2 separate regions of the Mus musculus genome follow, and region 1 is linked to region 2. A link is a contact called in public Hi-C data. All regions are on one chromosome and are shown on one strand. The core of a region is the stretch at or near the end of the contact, and the rest is flanking DNA. Distances in the headings are between cores, read along the strand shown.

Region 1 (5,928 bases), core at 476-2,975, 100 kb before region 2:
GGCCCATTGGACATGCAAACTTTATATGCCCCAGTACAGGGGAATGCCAGGGCCAAAAAATGGGAATGGGTGGGTAGGGGAGTGAGGGGGGTGTCGGGGACTTTTGGGATAGCATTGAAAATGTAATTGAGGAAAATACGTAATAATATATATAAAGAATTCTCCATGCTGATTTCTAGAGTGACCCCTCCAGTCTGCAATCCCAACAAGATGTTCGGATTCCCTTTACTTGAGATCTCCCACCCCAACCCTCTATTTTTGGTTGTTTGGGTGAGTTTTGCCATTTTAACTGGGCTAAGACAGAAGGAATATTAATTTTGTCTTGAGGTATATTTTTCTAATTACTGTGGAAAATGAACATTTTTTGAGTTATTCTTAGACATTTTTTTTATCACTTGACATCTCTGCTCCTGGCCAACTTTTTATTTTATTTTATTTTATTTTATTTTATTTTATTTTATTTTATTTTATTTTGGTTTTCAGATTATAATTACAGTATTTGTCTCTTACCTTTCCTCCCTACAAACCCTCCTATACCCCTCCTGTCTATTCCCTAAATTCAAAGACACAATTTTTAAATTGTTAGTTAGGTCTTTTGCTGTTCCTTTAAAAAGTTCTTTACATATTCTCTATATTAATCCTCTGTCTGAAAAAATAAATGGCAGAGAATCTCTCTACCAGATGCAAAAGAATACACAGCAGATAACTCAGTTTTAATGAAGTAAAAAGGAAAGCAAAACTGATCTATGCTTGATGATTGAGATGGTGGTAAATTTTTAGGGGAGGTTAAAGTGGTCTTCTTTTGTTCACCATTACATTTATGAAATTGATTATGTGTGTATTAACGGAATAGTGATTGAAAAAGGCATGAGGGGTGATGTTCTGGGTGGTAGTTGTGCTCCGTTTATGAAAACTTATTGCTCGTATGAGTGTATTCCTTTCTATACAAACGTTGTATTTCAGTACAAATTTAAAATGGGATACAGCTGCATATGTTGGTCCACATTTCTACTCAGTACTCAGGAGGCAAAGACAAGTCGACATCTATGAGTTCAGGGTCAGCCTGATATACATAGCAATCTCAAAATCACTCAGGACTACATAGAGTCTCTCTGTGTCTCTCTGTCTCTATCTGTCTGTCTCTCTCTCACATATACTCACACAACACACCATGATGAACATATGATAGATGACATGTGTATATGTTTATATACATATATATTTAGATTATCTTTGTTTGCTTTTATATTTAATAAAAATTATTAGCTGTGCATTATTTTGTATCTGGCTCTTTTTGCTCAACCTTGTACTCACGAAGACTATTCATAGTGTTACATGTAGTTGTAGATAATTCGTGTCACTGAGGAATATTCACTTTGGGCCTCTTGAAAATTATTATACTATTAGATTTTATTTCTCACTTTAAAAGTAATGCGTGTAATAATGTAACAAAGTGCAAGTGATCATTGGTGTCCTTGTCTGAGGCAGACTTTAGAACAAAAGGATTTTTGGGGGGCCACAAGATGGCAGCATTAGCTACTGTTTTAGTTTGCCTTCTCTTGCTGTGATAAACGCGGTGACTTTAAACCATGTTTATTTGATTTACACAATTAAAGGTTTGTTTGACTTACACAGTTCCAGGTCACAGTCCATCACTGAGTGAAGTACGGGCAGGAACTCAAGTAGAAACTGAATCAGAAACCTTGAAGAAATGGTGAATCCTGGCACACTCCTAGTAGCTTTTGCATGGTGAGCTTTCTTACACAGCCATGAACCACATGCTCAGGGGGAAAGCTGACTGTACGATGGACCCTCCTTCATCAGTTAGAAATCAAGAAAGCACTGCAAAGTCATGCCCACAGTCCAATCTGAAAGAAGCAATCCACCAACTGAAGCTTTCTCGTGTAACTCTGGTCTGTGTCAAGTTGACAACTAAAGCTGTCTAAGAGATTGCATAGAAACCAAATTCCAAGGTGTTTCAGAAGAACAAAATGAAACAAAGCAACAAACAAATGAAAGAAAACAAACAAACAAAACAAAAGACCCCAAGACATCTTAAATACTGAATATTTATTATATTATCTTAGAAAAGAACTTAGCGTGGTTTATAGCTAGAACTCTCTAAATTTTCAAGTGGAAAAAAATAATGTTGGAAAATGAGGATTTGCCTGAGAATTCATTGGCAGTTACAAGACAACCTTGGATGACAAGTCAGGTTCCTGAACTATCAGCTTGTTCTTTCATATATATATATTTTTTAAATCCTCTCCTTTGCCACTCCAGTTCCAACCTCTCCTGGCTTGGAGAAGGGCATTTCCCAGTAGTAAATGTTCCTCCTTAGTCCTAGCAAAGGGAAATCTCAAATGGAATAGAAAATGCATAGAGTTAGCAGGATTGACAAGCTGCAGAATGACATTTCCTTATATGGGCTTCTATACATATCACATGGCCAACTGTGTTGGAGCTGGCTGAGATTTCTTCTTATGTGACAGACAAGCCAGGTTTCACCGCTCTCTAATACATACTTGCTTCCCCTCCCAGTATCACCGTCTTTTCTTGTTTATAACCTCGTACACCTTGCTATCCATCTCTCTGTCTCTCTGTCTCTCTGTCTCTCTGTCTCTCTGTCTCTTCTTCTTCTTCTTCTTCTTCTTCTTCTTCTTCTTCTTCTTCTTCTTCTTCTTCTTCTTCCTCCTCTTCCTCCTCCTCCTCTTCCTCATCCTCCTCCTCCTCCTCCTCCTCTCTGTTCCACTCTCCTTGTTCATTTATTCTCTTCTCAGGCAAGCAGCAGTGAAGACCATTATTTAAAACTTGAGGACCTTCTGTGCTTAAGCACAGTACAGGATCACAAGAGAGACTATGGAGGGTCTTGGTGAGGTGAGGGAGCCAAACAGACTTCTATTCCATCTTCTCTGTTATATTTCTAAACGATGGTGTGAGGAAACTCTGGAGAGGCAATGAGAGCTCTGATATTTATATGACCTGACCTGAGAGAAGTAAACAGACAATTAAGCATTGGGGAGATGTATAGCAGTCATTGCTTTTAATAGCATAAATGAAATAAGCCACCAAGTCCTGCATTGCTTAGTTCTATAACCCTGAATAGGAGCAAGAAGGAAATGGAGGACAAGCACACAGACAACACACATAAAAGTTGGATTCACAGGAGGCCTTTTCAGACTCTGACTAGGCTGTAGCAACAGCCCCATTAACTGACAAAACTCATTGGGACTCAAACTGCAAAACTCCTTGCAGCCCAAATTAACATTAGAGGGCTTATAAGGGGAGGCAACTTGTCTAATATCCAAAACCTTGTCTCTTCAAAAGAGCTACCCATTATTTCTTGGCCTTATTTATTGTCTATCAGTGACCACCATCACTTCTGACAACCAAGAAGAACACAGGACTGTCACTGACTCCAGACTCCAGCTGCCTTTACCTTGATCCATTGTCCTGCTTCTTGTCACCAACCAAGTGTAAAAGGACACAGACACAAAAGCTTATCAGAAGGAAACCAGAACTCATAGTGACTGAGAGAAACATTTGGTTGATTTATGTTTCTGGAAAAAAAAAAAAAACAGAGCATGCACTGTTTTAACCCTTACAGCTGAAAATGACTCTTTCTTCTTCCTTTCCTCCCTCTATCCCCTCCCACCCCTCCCACCCCTCCATGATACATGGTCACATGTGCCTCACCCAGTAGCCAAAATAACCTTGAAGCTATGAGCACCTTGCCTTCATATCCTACGTGCTGGGATTATAGGTTATACAAACCCAGGCCTGGTCATATGTGGTGCTGGTGACAGAACCCAGGGTTTCTTGCATCCTAAGCAAGTACTCTACTAAAGCCACATTATCCGGCCTTTGGAAAATATGTTCATCTTGTGTTTTTGTTTTCATGTTAGGAAGTAAGAGAAGCTACAGAACATGTTCAGGGCAGAAGTCTTCGTTCATGTAGCTTATCATTTTGCTTGTCAAGGATCATATTTCAAGATAAGAGTGATAGGGGCAGTCCAGTCCTTCAGTTGACAAGTGAGAGTGGAAAGCCTGTGGGAAAAAGTATGTCTGAATGGTTCTGAGAGTCACAGGGTTGGGAGAGTATAGCTCCAGCTTCTTTGTGAGTTTCTATCTTCTAAATATGGGAAGGAAAATAATGTTACTTAATTTGAAAGTCCTGAAGAGTAGAAATAGATGGCACAGAGTTACCCCGTTCATCTATTTCTCAAAGTACTCACAAGAACTGCTCTGACAAAGTAAACGATTGAAGCAATTTTCTGAATCATTTGAGCTAAAACCCCATTGCATAGCCATAGCCTTTAAATATATGTGGTGTGGCTATAAAGCGATGTGACCAGTTTCCACAAACCACACAAGAAAACTGGGCATGCTATTATATATTCATACTGAGTGCTCTGAATTTTCCATGAGTACAGGGGACAGGAAATCCAGAAATAACCCCCAAACTTGTTTTGAAACTAATTTCTACCTCCACCTTCAACAAACCTTTTGCAATGCGCCAGTAAAAAGAAACCAAATGCACTTACCCATGCCACCACGTTTCTTCTTATCTCTTCTCTTGTGCCTGTTTATTTCATCATCCAGTCTACTAATCCCAAGAAAAATTATGAAATAAAAAGTCAAACAAAAAGGGGTACTATAAAGAGATGACAAATGAAACATGGTCTACTCGTGGAGTAAGAGAAAGAAATAACAGACCACTGGTCATGATGACTCTGCTATGAGATGAAGTCAAGTTTGTCAATTTCTCTCCTTATTTAAGATGTAACAGCTTTGCTCCTCAATGTGTTGTCCAGGCCCCAGCAGCATGACCTTGTGTGTGTGTGTGTGTGTGTGTGTGTGTGTGTGTGTGTGAGACAGATGTAGGATCTGAGGGCATCATGCCATACCTTAGTGAAAGATGTCATAACTGTAAATGTACACAGGAGAAAAGTTGAATGTGATAGCATAGTCATTATTTGCATGTGGAATGTCCCTTCAAAATGTTCAAGTGTTGTTGTGGATGGGCCTGGTGCTGTTTGTATTTTGATGCTAATTCTGCTTTCCTTGGGGGGGGGCATTGCAGACAAAGACTGAGTCACATACCCAGGTGACTTCTTGTGATGTGAACCAATCCCCTAATGAATAAAGGAGTCAATCACTAGGCGAGTAGGTGGAACCTCTGGGTTGGACAGAGGAAGGGAGAGGTCTTTTTGGACCGAGATATCATGAGAACAAGGTGTAATTATAAGTGTCTCCCTATTTCAATGGCAGATCCATAAGGACTCACCACTGGAGGATTTAGATTTAATAAGGCTTACGAGTAAGGATTTTAATTGTTGTGCCCAGCGATTGAGTTACCGTTGTTTCTGAACTAAATTTGTGTTGCATTTTCCTTCACACAGCAGCTTGTCTAGGTTCAAGAGAGAAAGGTACAGCAGCAAAGTAGGGGTTTGCCTGAGGTGCACCACAAAGGTCATGGGGGTTTTGAAGCATGGGGCTGGTGTGGTAGTGACCCACTAGTGGGAACTTAGAGAGCTGGGTGGAGAGATTTTTTAGCACTGAGTCAGATCTCTCCACGAGATCAAAACAGGTCAGCCATTGCAGCCATTGTATGGTTGGGCTCATTTTTAATATTTTCGGCAACAAAGTGTTGAGGGTTTGGTGGCCAGCTCAGGTTGTTACTGAGAACAGATTGGAGTATGCGGGCATTACTATAGCAATGCATTAATCCATCAGTGAATTCATAACTGAATGGGTCATTAGGAAGTGGGGACTGGTTGGAGAAAGTAAATCACCATGGGTATGTCTTGGAAAGGTGTATCTTATTCATAGTCCCTTTTTGTGTTTCCATCTCTGCTTCCTGTCTACATGAATTGATCAGCAATATCAGTCCATCATAAGTCTTTCCTGTCACAGCCCTAAAGCAAT
Region 2 (5,290 bases), core at 1,912-4,411:
CATATGTAGTTTCATATTTTTGTTTCCCTACACAATACCTGCCTGGCTCATAATATATGCTTGAGACATTCTTGTTGAGCCAGTTACAAAGAGGATGCTGCAAGAGTAAACACAGGCCTTCAGGAAAGCAAGGGCACTGTTATAGGTGTGGGAAACCAAGAAAAGGATGTACTTCAGTGACTCCCCACTTGAAACTCTGAAATGGAAGCATCTTTGGGAGTGCAAGTTTTCCCTCAATCCTTGGATGAGAGTAGGAATAATTAAAATAGTTATGAGGTTTTTCTCTTCCATGTTGTAAATTAGAGAAATACACAGCAGAGTGAGTTGAGGGTAGGTAATACTTTGCCTGTTTTCTTTCTTTTGGGAATATGACATAACACACAGAATCAGGGAGAGGGAACTGAGCTGTTGATGATAGGTATAATCTACTAATGCCAGCTTATTTCCCCTACTTTCAATGTCTTTTGACCTAATACTTTTCACTCTTGGAAGTGTATGCTAATAGATATGACTTGCTGTTTAGCAGTCATATCTCTTTAGCCATGTCATAAGTCTGTCATGGTACTCACAAGTAACTTCTTTGGGGCCATTTCCCTCAGTGTGGGTTTTCTAATGGTTTGTACTAAAATGGGTGAGTTTGAGGCTGAAAATGTTGCTTACTGGTAGAGCACATACTTATCGTATATGAGGCTGCATGTTTAATACCCTGAAATTGATTGACTCATTAATTAAACATATAAATCATACTTAGCATGTATGAGGCTGTGTGTCTAATACCCAGAAATCAAATTAACTTATTAATTAAACATATAAATTACCATGGACAGGGAAAGTTAATTGATTGTCTTCTTTTGAATTGAGATTATAAAAGGAAAGGGACAAGAGGTGTGTGTGTGTGTGTGTGTGTGTGTAATAAGAAGCTCACCCTAAAATTGATTGGTTTGATAGTTGCACAGATCTATGAGCTCATTAGAACAGACTGAGTTGTACACTTTAAGTGAACTGCACAGTAAATAAAATATATTCAATAAACCTCTTGTATATATGAATATGTGAGTTAAACTAGGAAATACAGATGAATTGAATGGCTAACTGAAGGGACTCTGGAGTCCCACATGGTAAGGGAGAAGAGATGATTTTATGAATAGGAAGGTAAAAACTGATACAAGTAAGGTATACATACTTAATTTTTAACCTTCCACAAACCCTCTTCTGTTATTTCAAAGCTAATTAACAATAATCCCAACTGGTGTCACGTATTTCCAAATTGAATTTTTTCCTTGGAAAAATAAACAGAAAATGCTTGAGTACAGTGAACAAAGAAAGCCAGACATCCTACAATAAAAAAACAGCATTGTTAATGAAAATTAGAATTAGACACTATCTGGGGGTTCTGGAAACTCTTCCATTTAGACGGGTCCACTTGAATCACTGTTGTTTTCCACAAAAAGCTACAGTATCTGAATTGCCTCTTGTCTCTTTAGTCTTATGTCCAAAGCCACTCTCTCCAAAGCCAGGGGTGAGTCTCTCTGTCTGTCCACAAGTAGCTTCCCATGAAGCCAATGAAACTTCACATAGTTAGCATGACACAATGGGAGCACCAACAGCAGGTTCAATTTGACAGGCATTTGAAATATGAAAATTGTAGAATTTAGGACCCCCCAACCCCATTTTTAATCATGAGCTAATATTAGTTGGTTATAGAAGTAGCATGCTTTCAACTGTGGCAGAAAGTATTTGCTCTCTCCATTTTGTAATTTGTACTGAGTCTGAAGGAAAACAGTAAATATTTAGCTACTACTACAAATTTAGCATTTGTATCTTGTGATGAATAAAAATCTCCAAGGAGTAAGTTATGATAGTTTGGCTGACCTGAATAAAGAAAGGCATGTCATTAAGGGACTTAGATGGAAGAAATAAGACATCAGGGGGTTAAAAGAATAAACAGAAAATTTCTGCTTGATTTTGCTCTAGGTTTTTCTTGTGTGCATGGCCAGTGATTTCTGGATGTAAAAACACAGATTGAGACTGGCTTTCACTGAGATCCACAGTAATAACAGTGATTGCCAGGAACCGCTGAGCATACTGTTATATAGCGCATTGTCCAAAATTTGTCACTTCTTTAGATTTTCCCTAATGCCAGAGACATGCAGGACAAAGGCAAACTATAGAAGACAAAGGGAGTAGGCATGTGGCAGAGTTATTACATATTGTGCTTCACAGAAAAGCATTGTCTCCCCTGAATGCCAACTGGAAATAGTCCAGCATTTGGCCAGTGACTGACCCTACATAAAATAAAGTCCCGATTTTCAAGAAACCATTGTGGAAGCTTCACTGCCTGAACTTGTCTTGCTTTTCAGAGGAGCATGCGTTATTTACAGGGCATAATGATATCCTGAAATACTCCCTTTTCTGCTAGGAAGAGATTGTTATCAACTCTTTAGATTTCACACCAGGGTCAGTCTCTCTTGGCTCAATTTCATAATGTCTGTAGACTTCAAATAACCAGGGAACATCTTGTCAGAAAAAGGCCAGATGGGCAGACAGGGAAGCAATCCAGCCCCTGAGGAAATTAAGTGTTCAACCTGTCCTGGTACATGAGCCAGACAGAAAGACAGACATACGTGTAGACAAACATTCAAGCTACCTCAGAGCTGGGGAATCCAGGGCAGGGGCTCACTGGGGGAGTTTGGGGAGCCAGCAATTCAAATTCCCATGCTGTAAGCTCACACAATGAAATCTGATAACCACCCTCCCTGTGCTCTGGAAATGAACTCAGCCCTCGCCTTGAACTGGGAGTTTGAGCCACAGAATCTGACAGTACAATTCTCCCTTTCTACACCTTCTGGGAGGAGAGGCAAAGTGAGACCTTGAGGACAGAGGAACGGATAAAGGATGCATGCTCTATTTCAGTATTCAAAAAAAAGGGGTGTTGACACTGCTTTTACATTTTATGTTCCTGAGCAATTCCTCTAGGTGTTATGCCATGAATAGATTTTAGAGTATAAAATTCCAGAGTCATCTTTTCATCCCCAACACTTACGGCAGTTTTGAATGTGCGGTAGTGCTAAACATTTCCTTGAAGAGCAGGCCTCACATCTGGCGGTAAGCGCCGCAGCCCTTATTGGATTTCTTGATTACTAGCCTTACTCTTTGACCCATGATCTGAACATTAGTCCACAGATGTCAGGGGAAGACACTTGGGGCTTACTGTTTAATTGCTTTGGTATTGAGGAGCCAGAGTATACTTCTAGATGATGAAACCCCAAACCAACTGACTTAGAGATGAACTGTCAGGAACCATTTGTCAAATTTAGACTGAATATATACAGATATAGATCTGAGGGCAAATGAAAGACACTATATTGATAGTATATTTGAAAACATGGGCTAGATTGTGAAGATTCATACAATGACATTATACTAATTATACATTGAATCAATAATTCTTGATCAGGAGTTATTTTTTTCAACCAATGAAATATCACAATGTTCTCAGTCATTATTGATTACCTTGACTGTGGGGGCATTACTGAAATACACTAGAGGCCTGTGATGCTGCTCAACACCCTACAGTGGTTTGTGCAGCCATCCACAGCACAAAGGTAGCTGAGCCAAGCTGTCGATGGTTGGGAAGCGTTGCAGTAAGCAAAGCAGCAAGATTCAAATTAAAATGACAAATATAAAAATTCCAAAAAACACCCCAGGATTAGAAAAATAAAATGCAGTAGTAACATCAGCAGATACGTCTAGATGGCAGAATTATGCATACTTTTTACCTTTTCTCTGGCTTACAAAGTTTCTAATATAATTAGGTTGCCTTTAAATAAAAAAAGTCACATGAGTAATATGTGAATGTATATCCTGATTATTAAGTGCTGCATATAAGATTGAAAATTTTCCCCATGTGTTCACTTCTCAGAGCTACCAGAATTGTGATATTGGCTTCTAAGAGATTAATCCACATATTTACACATATATTATGTGCAGCTTAATAGGAAGTATGAAGAATTTTTGCCAATTTTTAGTAGCTGCATTTTACCTGCCTCCTTTGATGTACTTGCAAAAGCATCCTAAAGTGGGTATGGGGATGCCAAATTGCTGGGCTATAAAAAGAGAATATTTAAAATTTTGTTAGCTAATTGCCTTTCAAATCACCCCCACAAACGTCATTTTCTGACACCCTCACCAGCACTAGATGCTCATCTGCCTTGTACACAATTTGCCAATCAGGTCGATTAAAAATAGGACCTTGTTTTTTGGTTTTCATTTACATTTTCTTGTCACTGTCAGAACTGAGATTCTCCTCATGTATTTTTTCAAACGTGGCTCTTCTATGAATAGTGGTACATGTTTTGCTTTAATTTGTATTGTAATCCATTTCTTAATATTACAAACCAAAAAAGGCAGGAGCAGGTTTGCAGAGAAAACGCAGAAGGCGGCCTACACCTAATCTCTCTGGGTAATTCCTGAGTTTATCTCAAACCAAAGTGACTCTTTCTTGCCATTACTAACACCCCAAACAAAGCAGCTATAGTATGAACCAAAATATGTAGGCCCTTTCCCGCCACTTTTGCCTGCTTCTCTGGACTTAGCCTTTGTTGGTCCAGCATCTCAATACAGAGCAGCCAGCAGTTACTGCCAGTCAGATTCGCTCCAGCCACATACAAATGTGTTATGTGGTAAAGCATAAAAGAGCATGAAAGGCAGCGTGTGAACTGGATGGTATCTGTGGCCCGTGCAAATGGCAATTAGGACCATTACATTTCACTTAATCTTCATTTCGAACATCTGTTGTCTAGCATGCATGAGAAAGCCAAAGATGGGGTTGGGCAATCGTGACCTTTACAAATAGTTTTATTCACTACGTTCACAGTATTAGGCATTAAGCTGAAAGAGATGTGGCACATGAAATATATAATATATAGTAAGTAGTGGCCAAAGAATAAAACTAGATGTAAAGCTTGTCCAGAACACTAGCAGGTACCTAGAGGTAAAGACAGGTATATCAGGAGTACAAAGTCATCTTTGGCTACATAATAAATACTAGGCAAAGTGGGCTATATTTAAAGCACTAATTTAAAGCTAGTGGGCTTGTAGGTTGTGTCTCTCATGGGAAAGCTTCAAAGAGTCAACCAAAACTTGTCTGAGATTGGGTATGTCTGAATTGGGCTATATCAAATCTCCCTTTTCTGGTCCCCACCATCCTTTCGGTTTATTCTGTCACACACACCTTCCTAGTCAGTGCCCTTGGAGCTCTATTGTCTGCCACAGAACTGTGGATTAGAAG

What was found. A called contact is a pair of places that touch in the nucleus more often than the background predicts.
Region 1: a contact with region 2 is called in a Hi-C map of the N1E-115 cell line, with 9 times the contacts expected there. The contact joins two enhancer-like sites. A contact is called at or near these places in 4 of 484 Hi-C or Micro-C datasets (the N1E-115 cell line, cortical neurons, liver and 1 more).

Annotation. Positions count from the first base shown.
Region 1 is chrX:143,992,553-143,998,480 of GRCm38.p6, reverse strand. No RefSeq gene overlaps it. Among named protein-coding and RNA genes, the nearest start is that of Gm33039, 46 kb to the right of the region's middle. Within about 2 kb of position 1,725, at least 2 of the 459 cell types and tissues checked have an H3K27ac peak or open chromatin away from gene starts, as enhancers often do. A contact at or near this core is called in the N1E-115 cell line, where this site is marked.
Region 2 is chrX:143,895,017-143,900,306 of GRCm38.p6, reverse strand. All of the region lies in intron 3 of Dcx (doublecortin), which reads left to right. Among named protein-coding and RNA genes, the nearest start is that of Dcx, 36 kb to the left of the region's middle. Within about 2 kb of position 3,161, at least 5 of the 459 cell types and tissues checked have an H3K27ac peak or open chromatin away from gene starts, as enhancers often do. A contact at or near this core is called in the N1E-115 cell line, where this site is marked.